2 separate regions of the Ovis aries genome follow, and region 2 is linked to region 1. A link is a contact called in public Hi-C data. All regions are on one chromosome and are shown on one strand. Each heading gives the region's core, a stretch centred on a gene start, on an enhancer-like site or on the middle of the called end of the contact. The rest is flanking DNA. Distances are from core to core; before and after follow the strand shown. Region 1 has its middle 11 kb from the start of DNAH7. Region 2 overlaps HECW2 (HECT, C2 and WW domain containing E3 ubiquitin protein ligase 2).

The links. A called contact is a pair of places that touch in the nucleus more often than the background predicts.
Region 2: a Hi-C map of liver shows a contact between it and region 1, with 3 times the contacts expected there. The contact joins two enhancer-like sites. A contact is called at or near these places in 9 of 16 Hi-C or Micro-C datasets (blood, liver, mesenteric adipose tissue and 3 more).

What each region holds. Positions count from the first base shown.
Region 1 is chr2:198,364,020-198,367,520 of ARS-UI_Ramb_v3.0, forward strand. No RefSeq gene overlaps it. Among named protein-coding and RNA genes, the nearest start is that of DNAH7, 11 kb to the left of the region's middle. Within about 2 kb of position 2,197, at least 3 of the 54 cell types and tissues checked have an H3K27ac peak or open chromatin away from gene starts, as enhancers often do.
Region 2 is chr2:198,541,626-198,545,482 of ARS-UI_Ramb_v3.0, forward strand. HECW2 (HECT, C2 and WW domain containing E3 ubiquitin protein ligase 2) reads right to left here. Exons shown (of 29, transcript XM_060411238.1): 15 at 3,235-3,369. Among named protein-coding and RNA genes, the nearest start is that of STK17B, 110 kb to the left of the region's middle. Within about 2 kb of position 1,791, at least 8 of the 54 cell types and tissues checked have an H3K27ac peak or open chromatin away from gene starts, as enhancers often do.

The sequences.
Region 1 (3,501 bases), core at 947-3,446:
CAGGTTAAGGCAGGCTCAAAACCCTGACATATTTCCAAACATATTAGAAATAAGTTTTTGATTAAATGTGTTGGACCACAGGACTCCTCAAAAGTTACAGAAAGATACTTTATCACTCCTGTTATTTGTCTCCTTGAAAGACTGCATTGTGCAATTACTTAGTGCTTAATTTGGGTAGCATGATCTATAGGCTTTTGACTTACTAATCTACAAAGATGGAAGTCCATTTAAGAGAAGGTATCTGGGAATAGAAGCTGGTTACTTCAGTTTAACCAAATATGAAAGACTGCATGAAGAAGAGAAGTTGACTTGCTGATACTTTGGTTCCTGGAGTGTCAAGATCAGTTGCCTTTATGACTTTGTGTTTTCTCTGATGGTTTCGGAGTATTTTTTTTTTTTTTGGCTAAAATGATTTTATTAGACATGAACAAATGCTTGCTTAAGGATTTTATGCCCAAATTTGTTCTGGTTTTAAGGGAATCTTTTATGAGAAGATATTTATTTTCCTTTCAAATATATTATGTAAGTTTATGCTGCTGAGTTCTGACTTAAGTTATTTGTTACTACTCATCTTTTCATCTTCCACTTCTGAAACTGTAACGTGTAAAAGGAAGGAGTGTGAGTTATACATGTTCTTTTTGAGGAAGTGTGACATCTTTTTATGGTTGTGGGGCGTGGTGTGAGGCTGAGAAAATCAAGTGTACAACTTAAAGCAGAGCTCAGAATACCATAATATTCTCTGCCCATGCCCTTTTATCTTTATGAACCTGTACTCATCTTCATCTTGCCCAGTGGACAAATATGTGTTGAACACCAGCTATGGGCCAGGGACTGTTCTAGGCTTGAGAGAGACAGTGGGGCAGCCAAGACCTTGGCTCCTGTTCTCATAAACAAAAAGAGACAGCTAGCACGACAAAATAGGTATATTAATCAATTACTTATTTCAGATGGTGAAAGTACGAAAAGAAAATGAAACAGGGTAATGAGAGAGACTAGCAGTCAAGGAAATTCTCTCTGAGGAGGAGACATTTAAACTAAGACTTGAATGACAAAAAGGAACTAGCCTTTCAAAGATGTCAGGAGTGAGTTTCCCAGGTAATGGATGAACTCGAATGTGAAATGAATGTGACGTATTCGAGGGCCTGAAGAGGGCCAGGAACACAGTGAAGAAGGATCTTATTCTAAACAGTTGGAGAAACTATGAATTGAGATGGGGTGGGAGTGGGAGCAGGAAGGCCAGTTAAGAGCCTCTTGGGGTTTTGACTTCCCTGGGGACTCCAACAGTAAAGTATCTCCCTGCAAGGCAGGAGACCTGGGTTCGATCCTTGGGTTGGCAAGATCCCCTGGAGACGGGAATGGCAACCCATTCCAGTATTGTCTGGAGAATTCCATGCACAGAGGAGCCTGGAGGGGTCACAGAGAGTCAGACACAACTAACGCTTTTACTGGGGAAGGTCAGGGAAGTAACAATGGTGCTCGAATTTGGAGAAAGTAGTGAATATGGAGAGAAGGGAAATATTTGGGAGAAAAACCCAATAGGACTTTCTGATAGACAAGAGGTAAGTAATAAGACTAGGCTGAAATGACTGGGTTTTTTTGTTTGTCTGGCTACTTGTTTGTTTTGGTCTGAGCTGCTTGGTAGATGGTAGTACATTTAACTGAAAGGGGGAAAGCAGGGGCAGGGAGATACATGCTGGACAGTGCAAGGAAAAAAAAAAAAAAACAGTGGGTTTTCAGACACAGTAAATGTAAGACGCCCATTAGCCATCCAAGTGAGACACTGAGGAAATTGAAAGCTATACAACTCTGGGTATAGCTCTGGGCAAGGAACAGATTAGAAGCTCAGCCATAGGCAGATGGTAACTAAAGCCATGAGATTAAAAGGAATCGAGTAAGACAGAGTAAACAGAAACAAGAAAGAAAGGTGGTCCAAGGATCAAGCCCCAAGGCTCTCATATTCTCTTTCTGAAAACTAGGAATTTAAAAATTACATACTCTGTCAACCCTTTAACAGAGAGTTATGCAAGAACAAAGAGTTATAATGGATATCTTAGATACAAAAGAATCCTATGACATTTGGTTGACAATTCATGCATGTGGTATTTGTTTGTGAAAATACCGAGCTATATATGGACCAATTCCCATAAAAACAAATAACGATGCTGCTTTATTGCCAAACATTGACCTTCAACTAATCACAACCAGATCTGGAAAAACACAAAGTGATGGCACTTGGTTTCTTTGAACACTAGAGGGAGATATATACAACTGCACAATTACTCTTTTACCATAGAATCATAGAATATTAAAAATTTTGATATTCTTGCAATCATTGAGAAATTAATTATATCTTAACAGTAAAATAAATTACACATGTTTGGAAAGTAACCCAATTTCTCTGTTAAACCAGGTTTTGCTGAAAAGCTATTCATATATGTTTATTATGTGTATATTTTCCAGTGACATCTTAATCATTTTTCTCTTGGGCAAAGTGAAGCAATAATACAGAAATCGGGCCATTTTTATTTAGAGAAGCATCAGTTCTTCCTCCCAAGGAATTCTGGTAATATGCTCATTGTAATCTGAAGTGTCAAAAGCTTTGACTCTGGACCTCATGTCTGTGGACACTGGGAACGTGCTGGACTTCATCACGTTCAGTGTTTTTCAGGTGACTTAAAGGTTATTGGCACTGACTTCATTCTGGGCTTTTTATTTGCCCAATAAAATGCTCTTCAACTTTGCTAGGTAATCACATAGATATGTAGTGTTTTCATGATTGCTTGGGGCAGCTAGAAAACTTTCCCTTTATTTACTCTGGTAATCTTTCCAAGGAACATACTCTAAAGTGTCCTCTTTTCCTGATCAAAGGTTGAATATGAGCCTGATCCAACAACTCTCAGCCTACCAAATACTTTCTTTGACCTTGTAACTAATTTAATAAGTCCTCCTTTCTGTAACTTCAACACTGAAATGCTTCTGGTAATTGAAGGGGGAAAAAATATCTTTTCTATTCATAGAGAAGTAATCTAGTATAGGAAAAGAGGTGATTTTCTGAAATCAAACTGCTGTGAATTCTGACTTTGGATCATGTTAATTAAATGTATGGAAGTGATCATTTCAGACATATATCAAATCATTATGCTGAACAACTTAAACCAATGTTACATGACAATTATATCTCCAAAATAAATCCTAACTTCATCTCTGCTGGTGGTGAAGGCAAACATTACTTTGCCTTTCTGAACTATTATTTTCTTTTCTCTAAATTGAAATCACAACCTTTTAGAATTGTGGAGCTGATTCAGATATTGTAGGGAAAGCATCTAGCTTAGCTCCTAGGGAAAAAAGCATTCCAAGTTCCCTGGGTCTCCCTCTCCTTCCATGTGAAATGCTCTATAAAACAACACTGTAAATCATATATTCACAGATTGCATGCTATGAGGCATTGGTCAAGTGCTGGGGTTGTGTACAGAATGTGACCTGAGCTGCATCGCGGCTATA
Region 2 (3,857 bases), core at 541-3,040, 180 kb after region 1:
TCCAGCATTTATTGTTTGCAGATTTTTTGATGATGGCCATTCTGACTGGTGTAAGGTGATACTCATTGTAGTTCTGATTTGCATGTCTCTAATAATGAGTGATATTGAGCATCTGTTCATGTATTTGTTAGCCATCTGTATGTCTTCTTTGGAGAAATGTCTGTTTAGGACTTCTGCCCCCCTTTGGATTGGGCTGTTTTTTTTTCTGGTATTGAGTTGAATGAGTTGCTTGTATATTTTGGAGATTAATCCTTTGTCAGTTTTTTCACTTGCTATTATTTTCTGCCATTGTGAGCATTTTCTTTTCACCTTGTTCATAGTTTCCTTTGCTGTGCAAAAACTTTTAAGTTTAATTAGGCCCTGCTTGTTTGTTTTTATTTCCATTACTCTAGGAGGTGGGTCATAGAGGATCTGCTATGATTTATGTCAAAGAGTGTTTTATGTATGTTTTCCTCTAAGAGTTTTACAGTTTCTTTGAGTTTATCTTTGTGTATGTTTTTAGAAAGTGTTCAAATTTCATTCTTTTATATGTAGCTGTCCAGTTTTCCCAGCACTACTTAATAAATCAGTACTTTTAAAATACAGTTTCTACTCCTACCCACTCAAAGCCTCATAATCATTTTATCACACTGCTTCAGTTAGGTGTTTGGTGAGGGTTTTTCTAAAGGCCCTAAAGTGGAAACATTGTCCCCATCCTTCACTGCCTGTTTATTCTTCAAAATGTTCTCACTCATTCTTCAAAGTGCAGTTCAAACAGCCTATCCTCAATAAAGCTTTCCCTTCCCTTCAAGCTGATGTCAAATGCCACCTTCTCTGACTGCCATAGCACTTGGGGGACATTAAAGCAGCTGCCATTATTAACAGTCTATAAAGCATTTTTCAATTGTATTGTTATTCATCTGGATTATAGTTAGTTTTATATATTCTCTCCTTAGTAAGAACTCAGGGACACATGTCATTTTTGTGTATACCTCACATTAACCAAGTTTCTACACTACTAGTGTTCAATAAGTATTCATTTGTTGGAAGGAAAAGATATCCAAATTTCTACTACCTGGAATATTTGCTAAATGAGTCTAAGAGAATGGCTGGAAGACTTGTGAATGTCACTAGAATTTTCCCACTGCACTTCTCTTGAGTTACTGGCTTTGAGAAATGAAGCCAATATATATATGAAGCCAACGAACTCTCCTCTTGGGGGAGATTTTGATCATTGACTCTATCTTGTTCATCATTCACCAAACTTATCGTTTCAATCTACCAATATACACTTTCCATTCTGTCAGTAAGGTGCCTTTTGTCATCATTTCCTAGAATAGCCAAAGTTCTTCATGACACCCTGCTTCTTCAAACCAGACCGTCAAACTGTGGGCAAGGCATGATAGATGCGCAGTTACTACAGGATGTGCGTGCTTCCAACAGCTGGGCCAGAAGGCACATTTACCTCAAAGGTTTAACAATGCTGGGGCTAAATGCTGAGACTTTATAGGGTCATCTTAGTCCCACTGCTCAGTTTCCATCCATAAGAAGAAAAATTTTCATTCAAATTTTAAGGTGGACCTTAGCATCCTTATTACTAGACCATGAAAATAATTAAAATTCTGAGGCAGAGGAGTTGAAAGAAAATACAAATAAAGTTACTAATCTCTTGCACATTGTTCTGATCAGACTGAACAGTCAGCATCATATGGTGAAGTGGAGATAAGGCAAGTGTCTAAAGGGCACAGGTTGTGTGATAAAACCAGGCACGGCCCTAATATGCTACATATGATGTACAAAGTCCAAAGGTGAGAGGTCTATACTGCTTTTTAGGTGAATGTATCAGCATCGTCCAGGTTACCACTAATGGTTTAGATGACAGCCAGGTAGAGATTTATTAGCTACTCATAAAACATACATATTTTTGTGCATACCTCATCCTGCAATATATTTATATATCATTTTTATATGAGCTTCTTGTGTGTACTCGTCTATGTCTGCACTTTTAACCAGCAAACACATATGATCCTTAGAGCCAGTATGTAAATCATGAGGGGAAATTCCAAGAGTGGAATTCTGCTAAATCAAATCCAGTTATTTACTGCATTCATAATCTTTTCTTATAATAGAAGCTACAAAAATATTTGACATACAATATAATACTGAAGAGATGATATGCTCATAGACAAAACCTGGAAAAGGAATGCAGGAAAAGAATCTTAATTCTACTTGTCTAAGGGAATTTTAGAAACAATGTATATAACGTGATGATACATGACATTCAAAGCATAAGTCTATTGTTGCTGTTGTTCAGTCACTAAGCCATGTCTGACTCTTGCAACTCCACGTGCTGTGTATAGCACACCAGGCTCTTCTGTCCTTCACTATCTCCTGGAGTTTGCTCGAATTCATGTTCATTGAGTTGGTGATGCTACCTAACCATCTCACCCTCTACTGCCCTCTTGTCTTGTACTAAGGAGAAAATATTTGACATAAAACATTCCTCTTTTATTTATTTAACCTGCAACCGAAAAAGGGAAACAGAAAGAGTATTTCTTTTTTCTGTTCTTTTTTGGTTAGGTTATCGGAGAGCCCTCATGTGGTTACCAAGGGTCACTGCAAACCAGCAAAGTAGAGTACAGTAGAGCTTTTAATTCTGCCCATTTTCTCTGGGCATTTCATGTATAGAAATCAACTCTCATATACACCCTAATTTTAAAGAAGATTAGAGAGGATCACAACCTCATAGCCTAGGCCGGAGATTTTCATCTAATCCAGCAGTCCTCACTTAAGAAACTTCCCTACCTTTAATCCAATTTTAATCCCCAATTAAAATCTCAGGGACAGAGAAGCCTGCCAGGATACAGTCGCAAAAGTCAGACACGACTGAGTGATGGAGCAAAAGCTATGTTCATTTCTTCCTATGAAGTTGCTATCAGGTATGCCAAAGGGCTTCCCATCCCCCTCTCTTGAACACTATTGCATTATGAATCTTCTCTCATCACCCACACTGAACTTAAAAAAAAAAAAAAATCTAATTTCTTCAACCTTTCCTCTAATGTCTTACTTTTAAACTTGCAATTTAGGTTCTGTTTCCAGAGAGAAGCCCTGTCAACATTCCAGTACTTTTCAGCCTCCAAATGATAGTCTCAAACTAGAAAAACAAAGCAATAAGAAAGAGCCAGCGGAATTCAATAAATCCCACATCCTGCATTCCTACCAACCAACAGGTCACTTGCTGCAGCTGGGACTCACCTCGCCTGCGCTGTGGCTGCGCTGCCGGGTCAGGTGTTGCCGATGCACCAGTGCGCTCGTGGGTCTGCTGCTCTGAAGCGGGAGTCGGGGATCGATGAAAGTGGTGGTTCGGGAGTTGTGGTCAACAAAAAATGCCTAGGAAGCAATCCACTGAGTCAACAGTCCATACATGCTACAGACTTGTCCTATCGTTTCACCATTCAGGAAGAGACCCACTTTGGAGCAATAACCTTAGCTCTGTTTTCTCATAATTTCAAATCTTTGGGAGAATTACTCCTTCCTCCCTCAGGACAGACCAGAACACAGGAAGCGACGCTTAGACTGAATTCAGAGTGAAGAGAGCAGGAAAGAACATGGTCCCTGTGTTTAGGAAATACTCTTAAGAGAGAGTCATCAAAGTCAGGATCCTAGAAAAAAATCACCTGATTGGACATTTGGGCTTCTCTTAATTGATGCTAAGTGCATACTATTATGGATATTACCAAGTTATTCTTTCAAACATCATTGACTTCTCTTTTCCTTTTATGCAATCAGCTACCAAGTCCTCCCCCCATTTTCCCAAATATAGAGTCTCCTCTATTTCTCCCATCCCAGCCTGGCTACCATTCATTCCATTATTTCAG